Linked DNA regions of Pan troglodytes: region 2 is linked to region 1. The links are chromatin contacts, called in public HiChIP or PLAC-seq maps. All regions are on one chromosome and are shown on one strand. The core of a region is the stretch at or near the end of the contact, and the rest is flanking DNA. Distances in the headings are between cores, read along the strand shown.

Region 1 (6,741 bases), core at 392-2,891:
GATAGAGATGGAGAAGAGACCCCGAGTCCGAGAGGCACAGGGCGGAGATCCAGAGAAAGAGGGGACGGGGGGTCGGAGAGGAGAGATGGGAGAAAAAGGGACGGAGACGCAGAGTGGGAGAGAGACCCAGAAAGAATGGAGACGGGGGTGGCAGAGACAGGTGGACAGATTCACAGAGATGGGGACAGAATGCCGGGAAGGAATAGACACACAGAAAGACAGCGAACCAGAGAAAGAGAGACGGAAGTTCAGGAATAGGGGGGCAGGGACAGGGTAGGTGGAGGGTTGGGCAGGTGAGAGAAAAAATGACAGCTCTGTAATTCACTGTAATTACCCAACCCCCATCCCCTGCGCGCTGTACCCCCTTCCCCTCCCCCACCATCTGTAAGGGGCAGGAAGGGGCTCTATTCCTGGGGCACATTCCTCATCCCTAGACTCCATGTGACCCCATGACGCCCCGCCCAAGCCCGTGTCACCACCGTGTGAGCACCCGACACACCCCCTCCCTGGGACCCCAGGGGTCCAGACTCCCGGACCAAAAGGAAGAGGAGGCTGGGGCCTACACTCTTGTGAACTAAGCGGGGAGGACGTTGGGGACGTTGGTGCCTGGGTCCTTAGGGTGGACGGGCTTCAGAGCCGGCGCTTTTGGGTCCTGGGCGCTGAGGGATCTAGGGGCCTAAACACCTGAGTAATTGAGTAGATTAAGGTTGGGAAGATGGACTCCCCGCACACAGGTTTCTATGGGACCCCACCCCACGGCACCTGAGTCCCTAAGCGGGTAGGGTGTCCGAAGTGGGTGAGATGGGGGTTAGAACTCACAGCTGGCCGGCTCTTTGGGCTTGCTGGTCCCCTGCAGAAGGCTCCGCAGCCCAAGCAGCGCTCCCCCGCCAGGGGGTGTCCCGGCCGGGCCGCCCAGCAGCAGAGGGGCCGGGGTCCTGTCGCTCACAGGCCGCGCCATCGCCTGGCACCTGCCCCCAGGCTCACGGGTTCATGGAGAGGCGAAGGGCTGGCCTGCCAGTCACCAGCACACTCCAGTGGTTTGGACGAGTGTCTGCCCAGGGGCGGGCGAGTGTAGCCTGCAACCCTCCAGTATCCAGAACGCTGCAAATCCTAGGAGCGACGGGGATTTGAGGTCCTCGGTGCAGAAACGTGCAACTCAAGAGGGTCCCGGGAGATCATGCAATCTGGGCGAGGGAGTGTCCAGATCAAGCGGTCGGCTCTTTGCAACCGAGGGTGAGAGGGGACTCAAGGCGCTCCTTCTACAAGGTGGGCGAGCCTGGCTCTTGCAAAATCTGCAGCTCTCGCAACGGAAGGCGCTTTGCAATCTGCACCGAGAGGTGTGCGCGGAGGGGCGGAGGAGGGGGCAGGAGGAGGCGGCCGCCTTGAGGCGTGGCCAAAGCAAACTTCTTTCGCGGAAAAAAAAATCCAAACCAAAACACCCGACGCCACAGCGCGCGCCCCTCCTCCGGGTCCCCGCCCGGCGCGTCCAGCCCCGCCAGCCTCTATGGGCATGCACCCCAGCCGCGTGCCTCCCTCCGGCTGCAAACACGGACCAATCGTCTCCGACACCTTGAGACGCACAGCCAATGGGGCCTCTGGGTCCGCCAGGGCCCAGGAGGGCGCGTGAGGGGCTCAGCGCGTGAAGTTGCCTTGCCTTTCGGTGGGAGGCGGGACACTGACCTACATTTGCCCAATGGGAGGCGGTACTGGGGGCGGGACCGTGACCCAGTTTGGGCCAATGAGGCAGGCGGGAGGGGGAAGCACATGGCTCTGCTCGTGCTGCCTGATGGCGAGGGGGGTGATAGGGGGAAAAGGGGCGCCGCTTAAAGGGGCCGCGGTCCTAAAGATGGTTTTGAGAAGCAGGAAGCCAAAATACCGAGAGCGGAGGTTTAGAAAGAGGAAGATTGGTTTCCGGAAGAAGTCTGTTCTTTAATACCCAAATGTTTCCCCACCGCGCCTAGAATCAGACCACTGAGAAACAGGAAGTATTCTGTCCCTTTAATAGCTTTGTTTTAGGGGTAACTCCCCTCGCCTTGTGGGGAGGCTTAGGACGGGCGGGTGCAATCCTCGAAGGGGAGTCTCAGCGACCATGGGGGACACCATCCACTGTAAGACAGAGAACGGCAGGGGGCGTCAGTATAGGATGGAAGGGGCGGGGGCTGCGCCGCGCTGAGCTCTACCGTCGGAAGTCTGCGAGCGGGGAACCAGAATGTACCAGGTCGAGAAGCACTGGGCTGAACCACAAGAAGCCAATAGGAGGGGGGAATCGGGACGTCCAGATTCAGCAGTAGGCTGAACTACTTGAAGGTCTTCATGGGGGGGTGTGGACTGTACCATGTTGCGAAGCCGGGGGGGTGTGAGATTCCTGGGCTAAACCACAGGGAGGCAGAGGTGGAGGGAAGGGGTTGTACCTTGTAGATTCTCAGTAAGGGGGAAGGGAGTATCAGATTGTGGAACAGCGTAAGGTAGTACGACTTGGAAAGGGAGAGAGGATCCAAATTGTACCATTTTGGAAATTCACAGTAATAGGAAGCACAGAACAGTAGGTAATTGGACCATAGGAAGGCAGGGGTCAAGGGTTATAGACCAAGTTACAAAGCAGTGAAGAGGAAAGACAAATCGTGGGCTAGCAATGGCCTAGGGCTGGCAGGTGGACTGTACCACATAGACATGTAGGGAAAGAGAGAAAAAGAGACAGCTCACGAGGCTAGACCATATAGACGCAGGAAGGAGGATGGGACTGAATCACACTGAGACACCAAGGGGAGACACATATAAGCGGGTTAGCCCAAGACTTAGAGGGGGTGCAGACTGGACCATACCATGCAGGCGGTAGTTGGGGCCTCGGCAGCGCCTCTCGGGGTGCCGGGGGTCCCTGTTGCCCCTCAGTGCCCTGTGGGCCAAGGGCTGCAGGGGCCGGCTGTTACCGCTGAGGCTCTGGAAGATCTGAGATGGAGGATTCTGGCTCAGGAGTCTCAGGGAGTGCATCTGCAGTGGAAGGAGGGTGGGAAACTGGGAGTGAATAGTGAATGGTCTTGGTGACGTCACGCAGGAAACCCCGCCCCTGGGAGCAGGTGGGCGGGGTCTGTTCTCAGCCCCACCCACCCCCAAGGTGGTCTGACCCTCTTACCTACTTGAGTTCAGTCTATGAGGAGAGGGAGGGCAGGTGAGCAAGGGGATGCCCAGGCCAGTGAGTGGAGTACCCAGGCCTAGGAAGGGCGGTGCGGACAGAGGGTCACCTGAAGGGAGGTGATATTGAGGGCCCGGTCAATGAGGATCCAGGTGACAGTCTCGGAGCAGGGCGGGGTGCTGAGAGAGCCCTGATAGGTGATGAAGCCGAAGGATTCAGGGAACAGGAGCTCCAGGCTCAGGTCTTGAAGAAAGTAGGCATCATCTGCGGGAATATCAGGCCAGAGTAAAGAGGGGTGGCACTCTTGAACCCCCTCGTGTGTGACCACTGCCCCCAGCACGCCAGGGACTTACTCTTGTAGGAGATGCGAGTGATGGTGTCGCGGTTAAGGAGGCGACTGAGGAATGGGTTAGAGGTACTGGCAACCTGTGTGGGGGTACGAGGTGAGGACACAGGAGCCCAGAAGTCCAAGCCCTCAACCTTCTCCTCCCCCAGGACCCAGGAGTCTGGGCCTCCCAGCACCCCGCTTCCCTCAGACCCCGGGTTCCAGGCACCCAACTGCTCCGTCCCTCCGAATCTCGCCTCCGCTCACGTTGACAAAGAGGCTGAGAATGGCCAGGCCATTGGGGCCGCGGGAGGCAGCGCTGAAATTCCCGTAGAGTTCCTGGTTGAAGTGAATGAGCTGCACCTGGGGGTAGCACAGAGCATGGGGTCCCCCAGCAGAAGGGGAGGAGAGCATGACCCCAGCTTTGGGGGCCCGAATCAGGCTGAGGATTAGTGCTTAGGGTGGGAGGCCAGTTCTGTGGAGGAGGATGGGGTGAGACACTAAGAGGGTGAGGTGGGAGGAATTGGGGTGACTCAGGGCGGAGGGTCGCAGGTAAACAATCAGTGGCCACTACCTCAGCAGAGAAGCCCTGGTGGTTGATCTGATGTTCCGAGCCGGCTCCGTCGCGAGCTCCAAACAGCAGCCGCAGTTCACTGAGTCGGTGGCTATAAAGGAGGGGACCTCCAGACACATTGACCACAGGTCGGGGTGCAGGCAGGAAGGAGACATGTCGGCCGGTGTTGTACAAGGTTCCCCGGAGCTGTGGGAGAGGCGGGAGCTGTCAGGGGGCCGGGAGAGATCTTTTATCTCTCGTTTCCCACGCCTACATTTTCTGATTCCAACAGTCTTTTTTTTTTTTTTTTGAAACGGAGTCTCGCTCCAGGCTGGAGTGCAGTGGTGTGATCTCGGTTCACCGCAACCTCCGCCTCCTGGGTTCAAGTGATTCTCTTGCCTCAGCCTCCCGAGTAGCTGGGATTACAGGCATGCGCCACCATACCCGGCTAATTTTGTATTTTTAGTAGAGACAGGGTTTCTCCACGTTGGTCAGGCTGGTCTCAAACTCCCGACCTCTGGTGATCCACCCGCCTCAGCCTCCCAAAGTGCTGGGATTACAGGCGTGAGCCACCGCACCCGGTCTTTTTTTTTTTCTGGGGGGAGACGGAGTCTCGCTCTGTCGCCCGGGTTGGAGTGCAGTGGCGAGAGCTCCGCTCACTGCAAGCTCCGCCTCTCGGGTTCACGCCATTCTCCTCCCTCAGCCTCCAGAGTAGCTGGGACTACAGGCGCCCGCCACCACACCCGGCTAATTTTTTGTATTTTTAATAGAGACAGGGTTTCACCGTGTTAACCAGGATGGTCTGGATCTCCTGACCTCGTGATCCGCCCGCCTCAGCCTCCCAAAGTGCTGGGATTACAGGCATGAGCCACCGCGCCCGGCTTTTTTTTTTTTTTTTTTTTTAAATAGAATCTCACTCTGCTGCCGAGGCTGGAGTGCAGTGGTGAGATCTCGCCTCACTGCAACCTCTGACTCCTGGGTTCAAGCGATTCTCCTCCCTCAGGCTCCCGAGTAGCTGGGACTACAGGTGTGTGCCACCACACCCAGCTAATTTTTGTATTTTTAGTAGAGACAGGGTTTCACTGTGTTGGCCAGGCTGGTCTCAAACTCCTGACCTCAGGTGTTCTGCCCACCTTGGCCTCCCAAAGTGCTGGGGTTACAGGCGTGAGCCACCGTGCCTGGCCTCCAACAGTAATTTAATCATTCAACATAATTTGAACACTGACCACTTTCCAGGCTCTGTGCCAGTCTGTAAGTTGGTGCCCAATATTGGTGAATTTGTTTGATTAACAAATATTGACTGAGCTGGTGCTATGTGCCGTGGATGCAAGAATAGAGCAATAAACAAGTAGACAAAAGTCCTGGGCCTTATGGAGTTTATGTTCTAATGAAGGCAAGACAGACAATTGTGAATCACATAAGTAACTGCTTAATTAATTACATCCTGAGCTCATGTTTGGGGGAACTGGGAGCTCTGAGGTGTCATGGGGAGCTCAGCTTAGATGGGGGATGTCAGGAAAAGCTTCCCTGCAAAGGTGACATTTTATTTTTATTTATTTATTATTTTGAGACAAAGTCTCACTCTGTCACCCAGGCTAGATTGCAGTGGTGCCATCACAGCTCACTGCAGCCTCAAACTCTTGGGCTCAAACGATCCTCCTGCCTCAGCCTCTCAAGTAGCTGGGACCACAGTCACATACCACCATGCCCAACTAATTTTCAATTTTCATTTTTTTTTTTTTTTTTTTTTTTGGTAAAGAGGGTTCTCCCTATGTTGCCCAGGCTGGTCTTAAATTCCTGGGCTGAAGTCATCATCCTGCCTTAGCCTCTGAAAAATACTGGAATTACACGCATGAAGCACTGCACCTGGCCAAAGGTGACATTTTAATGGGGACCTGAAGGATAAGCAGGGGTGACTTGCAAAAGAACAAAGAGAAGGGCATTCCAAGAAGAGGGAACAGCAAGTGCAAAGGCCCTGAGGTGGCCTGTTTGAGTAACAGCAAAGAGACTTCATCGAAGTCCAGTGAACAGAGGAGAGAGAGGTTATGGGGGCTGAATGGTGCAGGACCTTGTGGAAAACAGTAGAGAGTTTTGTATTTTTATTTAAATAAACTGCATATATAGGCTGGATGTGGTGGCTCACGCCTGTAATCCCAGCACTTTGGGAAGCTGAGGTGGGCAGATCACCAGAGGTCAGGAGTTTGAGACCAGCCTGGCCAACATGGTGAAACCCCATCTCTACTAAAAATACAAAAACCAGCTGGGTGTGGCGGTGGGCGCCTGTAATCCCAGCTACTTGGGAGGCTGAGGCAGGAAAATCGCTTGATCCTAGGAGGCGGAGGTTGCAGTGATCTGAGATCATTCCATTACACTCCAGCCTGGGCGACAGAGCGAGACTCCGACTCAAAAAATAAAATAAAATAAAAATAAATAAACTGCATATATATAACACATTTGCCAGAGTGCCAAACATATAGTAAGTGCTATGTAAATGTTTGCTGTTATTACATATCCTAATAGGAGGATTTTGAGCAGGAGTGATATGATCTTATTTGTGTTTTAAACATCTCTCTAGCTGTGGGGTGAATAGATTGCAGGAAGTTGAGAGGCAGTCCAGTGAGGAGGGTACGCCACCAGTCCAGGTGGCAGATGATGGTGCCTACATGAGACTGGGGGCAGTAGAGGGCGTGATAGGTGAAAGGATTTGAATAATATTTAGCAGCAAGGCTAGAA
Region 2 (6,281 bases), core at 2,693-5,192, 320 kb after region 1:
GTACTCCAGCCTGGGCAACAAGATCAAAACTCCATCTCAAAAAAAAAAAAAAAAAAAAATTAGCCAGGCATGTTGGCAGGCACCTGTAATCCCAGCCCTTTGGGAGGCTGAGGCAGGAGAATTGCTTGAACCCGGAAGGCAGAGCTTTCAGTGAGCCGAGATTGCGCCACTGCACTCCATCCTGGGTGTCAGAGCAAGACTCCATCTTAAAAAAAAAAAAAAAAAAAAAATGGAAGCAGCTCAGCGAGGCACAAAACAGGAAGTGGAAAGGTGGAGTGAGGTCAGGCCAAAGCCTGCACACAGGGCTTGTGGGCTGCGCTGTGCCTTCGGGTCTTCATCCTGAGGGTACTGGGGAGCCACAGAAGGCTCAGGGGTGGGGCAGTTGAGAGTAACATTATCTTGTTTACAATTTTATTTTTTTTATTTATTTATTTTTTGAGACGGATTCTTGCTCTGTTGTCCAGGCTGGCGTGAAATGGCGTGATCTGGGCTCACTGCAACCTCTGCCTCCTGGGTTCAAGCGATTCACCTGCCTCAGCATCCCAAGGAGCTGGGATTACAGGTGCCTGCCACCACACCCAGCTAATTTTTGTATTTATTTATTTTGAGATGGAGTTTTGCTCTTGTTGCCCAGGCTGGAGTGCAATGGCGCAACCTCGGCTCACTGCAACCTCCGCCTCCCGGGTTCAAGCAATTCTCCTGCCTCAGACTCCCAAGTAGCTGGGATTACAGGCATGTGCCACCACGCCCGGCTAATTTTGTATTTTTAGTAGAGATGGCATTACTCTGTATTGGTCAGGCTGGTCTTGAACTCCCGACCTCAAGTGATCCGCCTGCCTTGGCCTCCCAAAATGCTGGGATTACAGGCATGAGCCGCCGCACCTGGCCATGTTTACAATTTTTGAAGCCGACTTCAATTGTGGGTGGCAGAAATCTTTGAGGGGAGGCAAAGAATTGAGAAAGGAGGTTTGGGGCCACTATCTCCAGGCAGTGGGGACAAGGTTCAGTCCCTAACGCCCACTCCACTCCCCACAGGCCCTGTGCACCAAGGTGCCGGAACTGATCAGAACCATCATGGGCTGGACATTGGACTTCCTCCGGGAGCGGCTGTTGGGCTGGATCCAAGACCAGGGTGGTTGGGTGAGACTCCTCAAGCCTCCTCACCCCCACCACCGCGCCCTCACCACTGCCCCTGCCCCACCGTCCCTGCCCCCCCGCCACTCCTCTGGGACCCTGGGCCTTCTGGAGCAGGTCACAGTGGTGCCCTCTCCCCATCTTCAGATCATCAGATGTGGTCTATAATGCGTTTTCCTTACATGTCTGATCAATCCCCGATTCATCTACCCTGCTGACCTCCCAGTGACCCCTGACCTCACTGTGACCTTGACTTGATTAGTGCCTTCTGCCCTCCCTGGAGCCTCCACTGCCTCTGGAATTGCTCAAGTTCATTGATGACCCTCTGACCCTAGCTCTTTCCTTTTTTTTTTTTTTTCCCACTGAGAAGGGGTCTCGCTATGTTGCCCAGGTTGGTCTCGAACTCCTGGCCTCAAGCGATCCTCCCGCCTCAGCCTCTCAAAGTGCTGGGATTACAGGTGTGAGCCACCATGCCTGGCCTGAGTCCAGCTCTTTAATGCCCATTCATCTCAGTCCCCTGCCCGCAATCCTGCCTTCTGGCCTCCTCCGTCCCTGATCCCGCCTCTGCCTGCCCAGGGGCTGCCCCTGGCCGAGTCACTGAAGCGACTGATGTCCCTGTCTCCAGGACGGCCTCCTCTCCTACTTTGGGACGCCCACGTGGCAGACCGTGACCATCTTTGTGGCGGGAGTGCTCACCGCCTCACTCACCATCTGGAAGAAGATGGGCTGAGGCCCCCAGCTGCCTTGGACTGTGTTTTTCCTCCATAAATTATGGCATTTTTCTGGGAGGGGTGGGGATTGGGGGACATGGGCATTTTTCTTACTTTTGTAATTATTGGGGGGGGTGGGGAAGAGTGGTCTTGAGGGGGTAATAAACCTCCTTCGGGACACACTTCGGCATCTGAGTCACTGGGCCTCTGCCCCGCTCCCCGGCACGTCAGGAGAGCCGGCCCTGTCCGCTGCCCCACGCCGGGCCCGCCGTCTGCTGGCCTAGAGATACCTGCTTGGGCCACTCAGGGACGTGGGGCTCTCTGCACTCACTTGACATCTTTTTCTGGGGTGCCCTATGGGGTCTGTGGGTTAGGGATGAGTTGGTCCTGGGCCTGACCTGCAGGAGCTCACGGGAAAGGAAAAGAAGGGAGCTCACGGGAAAGGAAAAGGGAGCTCACGGGAAAGGAGGGTGATAGGTGGTACATCTGTCGCAGCCCAGGATGATCTGTGCGGGACAGAGGCAGCGGCCTGTGAGGCCCAAGCAGGCGTGTGGGTAGGGGAAGAACAGCACGGCCGGCTGCAGAGCAAGCCTCCGGGGCCCGGGGACCACAGCCTGGCATGTCACACGTGGGACCTCAGGAGGCCATACCTTTACTGAACTGGAGAATGGGAGTGGGGGGAGGAGGGATGGGAGGACCAGAGGAGCAGGAAGGGCTCTGGAGCCTGGTGGTGAGGTCGCTGGAGGGTGGCAGGCTGAGGACACCAGGGCGAGGGCCCACGGGAGAGGCCTCCTGAGCTGGGCTGAGGACAGAGAGGAAGGGACCTGGCTGGGGACTGAGAGGCTGGAGGGCAGGGCAGAGGAGGAGGAACCTGGTCTGGCCCCACAGCTGGGTGGGGCCCCCCTGGAGAGGAACTGCCGGAAGAAGGTGCTGAGCTCAGAGGCCCAGTGACCTTAGACACAGGCGGAGCGAAGACAAGGGGGCTAGAGGATGTGGGTTCTCAGTCACAGGGTCTCTGGCGCCCCCCTCTGGGTCTTTACCCCCTCCCATCTCTGGGTCTCTGTCCCCACTCTCTCTCTGGGTCTTTGCTTTCCGAGCCTCTGTTCCCACCCCACCTTTGGCCCTCTTTCTCTGGGCCTCTTTCCACCCCTGGCACCCAGACCTCTGGCCCCCTCTCTCTGGGTCTCTGTCCCCCGCTCTGGATCTCTGGCCCCCCATCTCTCTCTGGGTCTGTCCCCCCACCCTGAGTTTCTGTCCCCCTCTCTCTGGGTCTCTGTCCTCTCTCTGGCTGTCACTCTCTCTTGGGTCTCTGTACCTCCCCTCTCTCTGGGTCTCTTTCCCTCTCCCCGGTCTCTGTCCCCCGCCCCCGGGTCCCTGTCCCCCGCCCCCGGGTCCCTGTCCCCCCAACCCCAGGTCTCAGTCCTCCCTAGTCTCTGTCCCCTTCTCTCTGAGTCCCTGTCCCCCCTCTCTCTGGGTCTCTGTCCCCCCTTCTCTGGATCTCTGTCCCCACCTCTCTCTGGATATCTGTCCCCCACTCTGGATTTCTGTCCCCTCCCGCCGGATCCCTCTGAGTCTCTATCCCCCCCACCCCCGTGTCTCTGTACCTCCCTGCCTCTGTCCCCCCCCACCTCTGTCCCCCCCCCCCCCCTCTGGGTCTCTTTTCCCCTCCCTCTGGGTCTCTGTCCCCCTCTCTCTAGGTCTGTCCCCCTCCCCTCTCTCTCAGGGTCTCTGTACCCCTCTGTCTCCGGGTCTGTTTTTCCCTCTCTCTGGGTCTCTGTCCCCCTGCCCAGGTCTCTGTCCCCCTCTCTCTCAGGGTCTCTGTCTGAGTCTCTTTTTCTCTGGGCCTCTGTCTCCCCACCCCACATTCTCTATGGTCTTCAGATCCTGTCTCTCTCAGCCCCTCCTCTCCCTCCACCTATGGGCCCCAAGGCCCCTCTCGGCCGACCAAAGGTCTCTGGGCTGAGGTATGACATTTGGTAAATGAGTAACTCGGGCCCCACAGTCAACGGGGTGCTTTGGATGGCTGCCCCTCCTCCATGGACTCTTCCCAGAGACCCCAAGTCAGGGGAGAGAGAGGGGCAGAGGATCAATGAGTGTACACTGAGCCACCACCCAGAGTGAGGGGACAATATGGCCACAGGCAGGATCCCAGAAAAAAAAAAATTATGGGAACCAAAAAGACACGGAGACAAAGCACACAGCCGGCTTCCAACAAGGGGGGACCTTGGGGTAGGGGGCCCGATTTGGGTCTGAGCCAGGTCTAGTTCTGAGGGTCCCACCAAAAAAGTCGGGGAGTGCCAAGGGGATGAGGTCAGCGAGTGGCCCCACCCCCATCCGTCCCCGCGGGGGCCCCTTCCCGCGCTGAGCTCAGCATGACTCAGCAGTCGCTGCCTGCAACAAGGACCCCAGATACCGGCCTGGCGGGGCATCTGCAGATCCCCTCGGTCAGGGGCTGCCCCGCCTGGGCTGTTCGAAGCAGCTCCTCTGTAGGGCAGGGCCTGACCTCACCCCACACCCCAGTGGCTTCAGCTCCCTGCCCAGCGCACGGGCTGCCTCCATCAGGGCACTTAAGTAGAGTCAAGGTTTGCGCCGACTCCGTCTCCCAGAAATCAACGTGGACCAGGCCCACTTAAAAAATATGCATTAGTCGAAGACAGACGTCTCGTCCATAGGTCCCCAGACTGTTTGTCCACAACGCAGGGCTTCTCTTTGTGGGCCTGAAAGAGCACACGTCAGGCAAGACACGAGGGCAACTTCAGAGACACTGTTCAGGGCCACGGAGAATTCTCGAAGTCTGTGAGTTGCCTCCAAAACAGCCTCCAGGAAATGCAATCCCAGAGACACCGCAAAGCTCAAAACACACTTTTCATTCCTCCCCATTTCCACTCCCAGAAAAAGCCTGGGCCCCTGAAAGAGCTCCAAGGTATCCCCAAAGTCCCAGCCCATCTTTGGAGGGTTCCAGAGGGCTGTCCAGGGTTCCAGAAGTCACCCTACCTCATACAATGCTCCCCCTGGGCTTCCCGCACTGGGTGAAACCCACGGCTCCAGAATAACTGCCCTTTCCAACTTGCAGAGCACCTCAAGAACCTAAAGATTTCCCCGGGGAGGGCTCCAAAATATAGAGAGTTTGCATCGTGAACCCCCACCTCTGTAAATCCCAGGACTCCAGTCCCCGCAACACTCCATCTTCCAGAGATCTCCAGGGGTCCAGAAATAACACCTCACAGCCTTCCAAGCTTCCCAAGGATCCGGAGACTCCTTATCTTGCAGCGCAAACCTCAGGCAACTACAGGTCCTCCCTGCACCTTTGAGGTGCCCCTCCCCCCACTCAAGGTTCCAGAAAAATCCATGCCCTCGGAAACCCCAGAATCTTACTTTCCGGAGGCACCCCCAGGACCCCAGGGTCATCAGTTCACAGGGCTGTTAGTGCTCCCATAAAACTCTAGCCTCCCAGAGGGACCCCAGCCCCCACCCTCCCGCCCACGAACCCCTGCATTTCCAGAATCAGCCCCAGGGCCCCAACCCCCCCAAGCCCCCCAAGCCCCCATTTCACAACACGCTGGCGCTACAGGCGCGTGACTTCCCCTTGCTTTGGGGCGGGGGGCTGAGACTCCTATGTGCTCCGGATTGGTCAGGCACGGCCTTCGGCCCCGCCTCCTGCCACCGCAGATTGGCCGCTAGCCCTCCCCGAGCGCCCTGCCTCCGAGGGCCAGCGCACTATAAAAGAAGCCGCCCTAGCCACGTCCCCTCGCAGTTCGGCGGTCCCGCGGGTCTGTCTCTTGCTTCAACAGTGTTTGGACGGAACAGATCCGGGGACTCTCTTCCAGCCTCCGACCGCCCTCCGATTTCCTCTCCACTTGCAACCTCCGGGACCATCTTCTCGGCCATCTCCTGCTTCTGGGACCTGCCAGCACCGTTTTTGTGGTTAGCTCCTTCTTGCCAACCAACCATGAGCTCCCAGATTCGTCAGAATTATTCCACCGACGTGGAGGCAGCCGTCAACAGCCTGGTCAATTTGTACCTGCAGGCCTCCTACACCTACCTCTCTCTGGTGAGTCCCCAGGACGCCCCTGGCCCTAATTTCGTCCAGCTGCGCACCTCCGGCCCTCACTGCACGCGCCAGCCTTCTTTGTGCGGTCGGGTAAACAGAGGGCGGAGTCCCCTTGGCCTCGCCCCCCGCTAACCATTGTTGCCTCCATCTCTTCCCGTAGGGCTTCTATTTCGACCGCGATGATGTGGCTCTGGAAGGCGTGAGCCACTTCTTCCGCGAATTGGCCGAGGAGAAGCGCGAGGGCTACGAGCGTCTCCTGAAGATGCAAAACCAGCGTGGCGGCCGCGCTCTCTTCCAGGACATCAAGGTAACTAGTGTGTGGGTAATGGACTACATCTCCCAGCAGGCCGTGCGCGCGAGGAGCCTTGATTTGAGGGCTTAGGTGT

The links. HiChIP or PLAC-seq counts read pairs in DNA pulled down with a chosen protein or histone mark.
Region 2: a contact with region 1 is called in an H3K4me3 HiChIP or PLAC-seq map of stem cell-derived excitatory neurons, with 5 times the contacts expected there. The contact joins the promoter of FTL here to the promoter of DBP in region 1. A contact is called at or near these places in 2 of 7 Hi-C or Micro-C datasets (induced pluripotent stem cells and stem cell-derived neural progenitor cells) and 1 of 1 datasets of contacts at active chromatin or transcription factors (stem cell-derived excitatory neurons).

What each region holds. Positions count from the first base shown.
Region 1 is chr20:51,579,662-51,586,402 of NHGRI_mPanTro3-v2.0_pri, forward strand. DBP (D-box binding PAR bZIP transcription factor) reads right to left here and starts at 1,642. Exons shown (of 4, transcript XM_016936441.4): 1 at 820-1,642. The coding sequence starts at 958. CA11 (carbonic anhydrase 11) reads right to left here. Exons shown (of 9, transcript XM_001171568.7): 4 at 4,030-4,215; 5 at 3,723-3,818; 6 at 3,484-3,556; 7 at 3,240-3,394; 8 at 2,823-2,988; 9 at 1,978-2,106. The coding sequence ends at 2,081.
Region 2 is chr20:51,900,561-51,906,841 of NHGRI_mPanTro3-v2.0_pri, forward strand. FTL (ferritin light chain) reads left to right here and starts at 3,943. Exons shown (of 4, transcript XM_063802058.1): 1 at 3,943-5,895; 2 at 6,056-6,202. The coding sequence starts at 5,794. BAX (BCL2 associated X, apoptosis regulator) reads left to right here. Exons shown (of 6, transcript XM_063802057.1): 5 at 1,036-1,140; 6 at 1,760-2,026. The coding sequence ends at 1,864.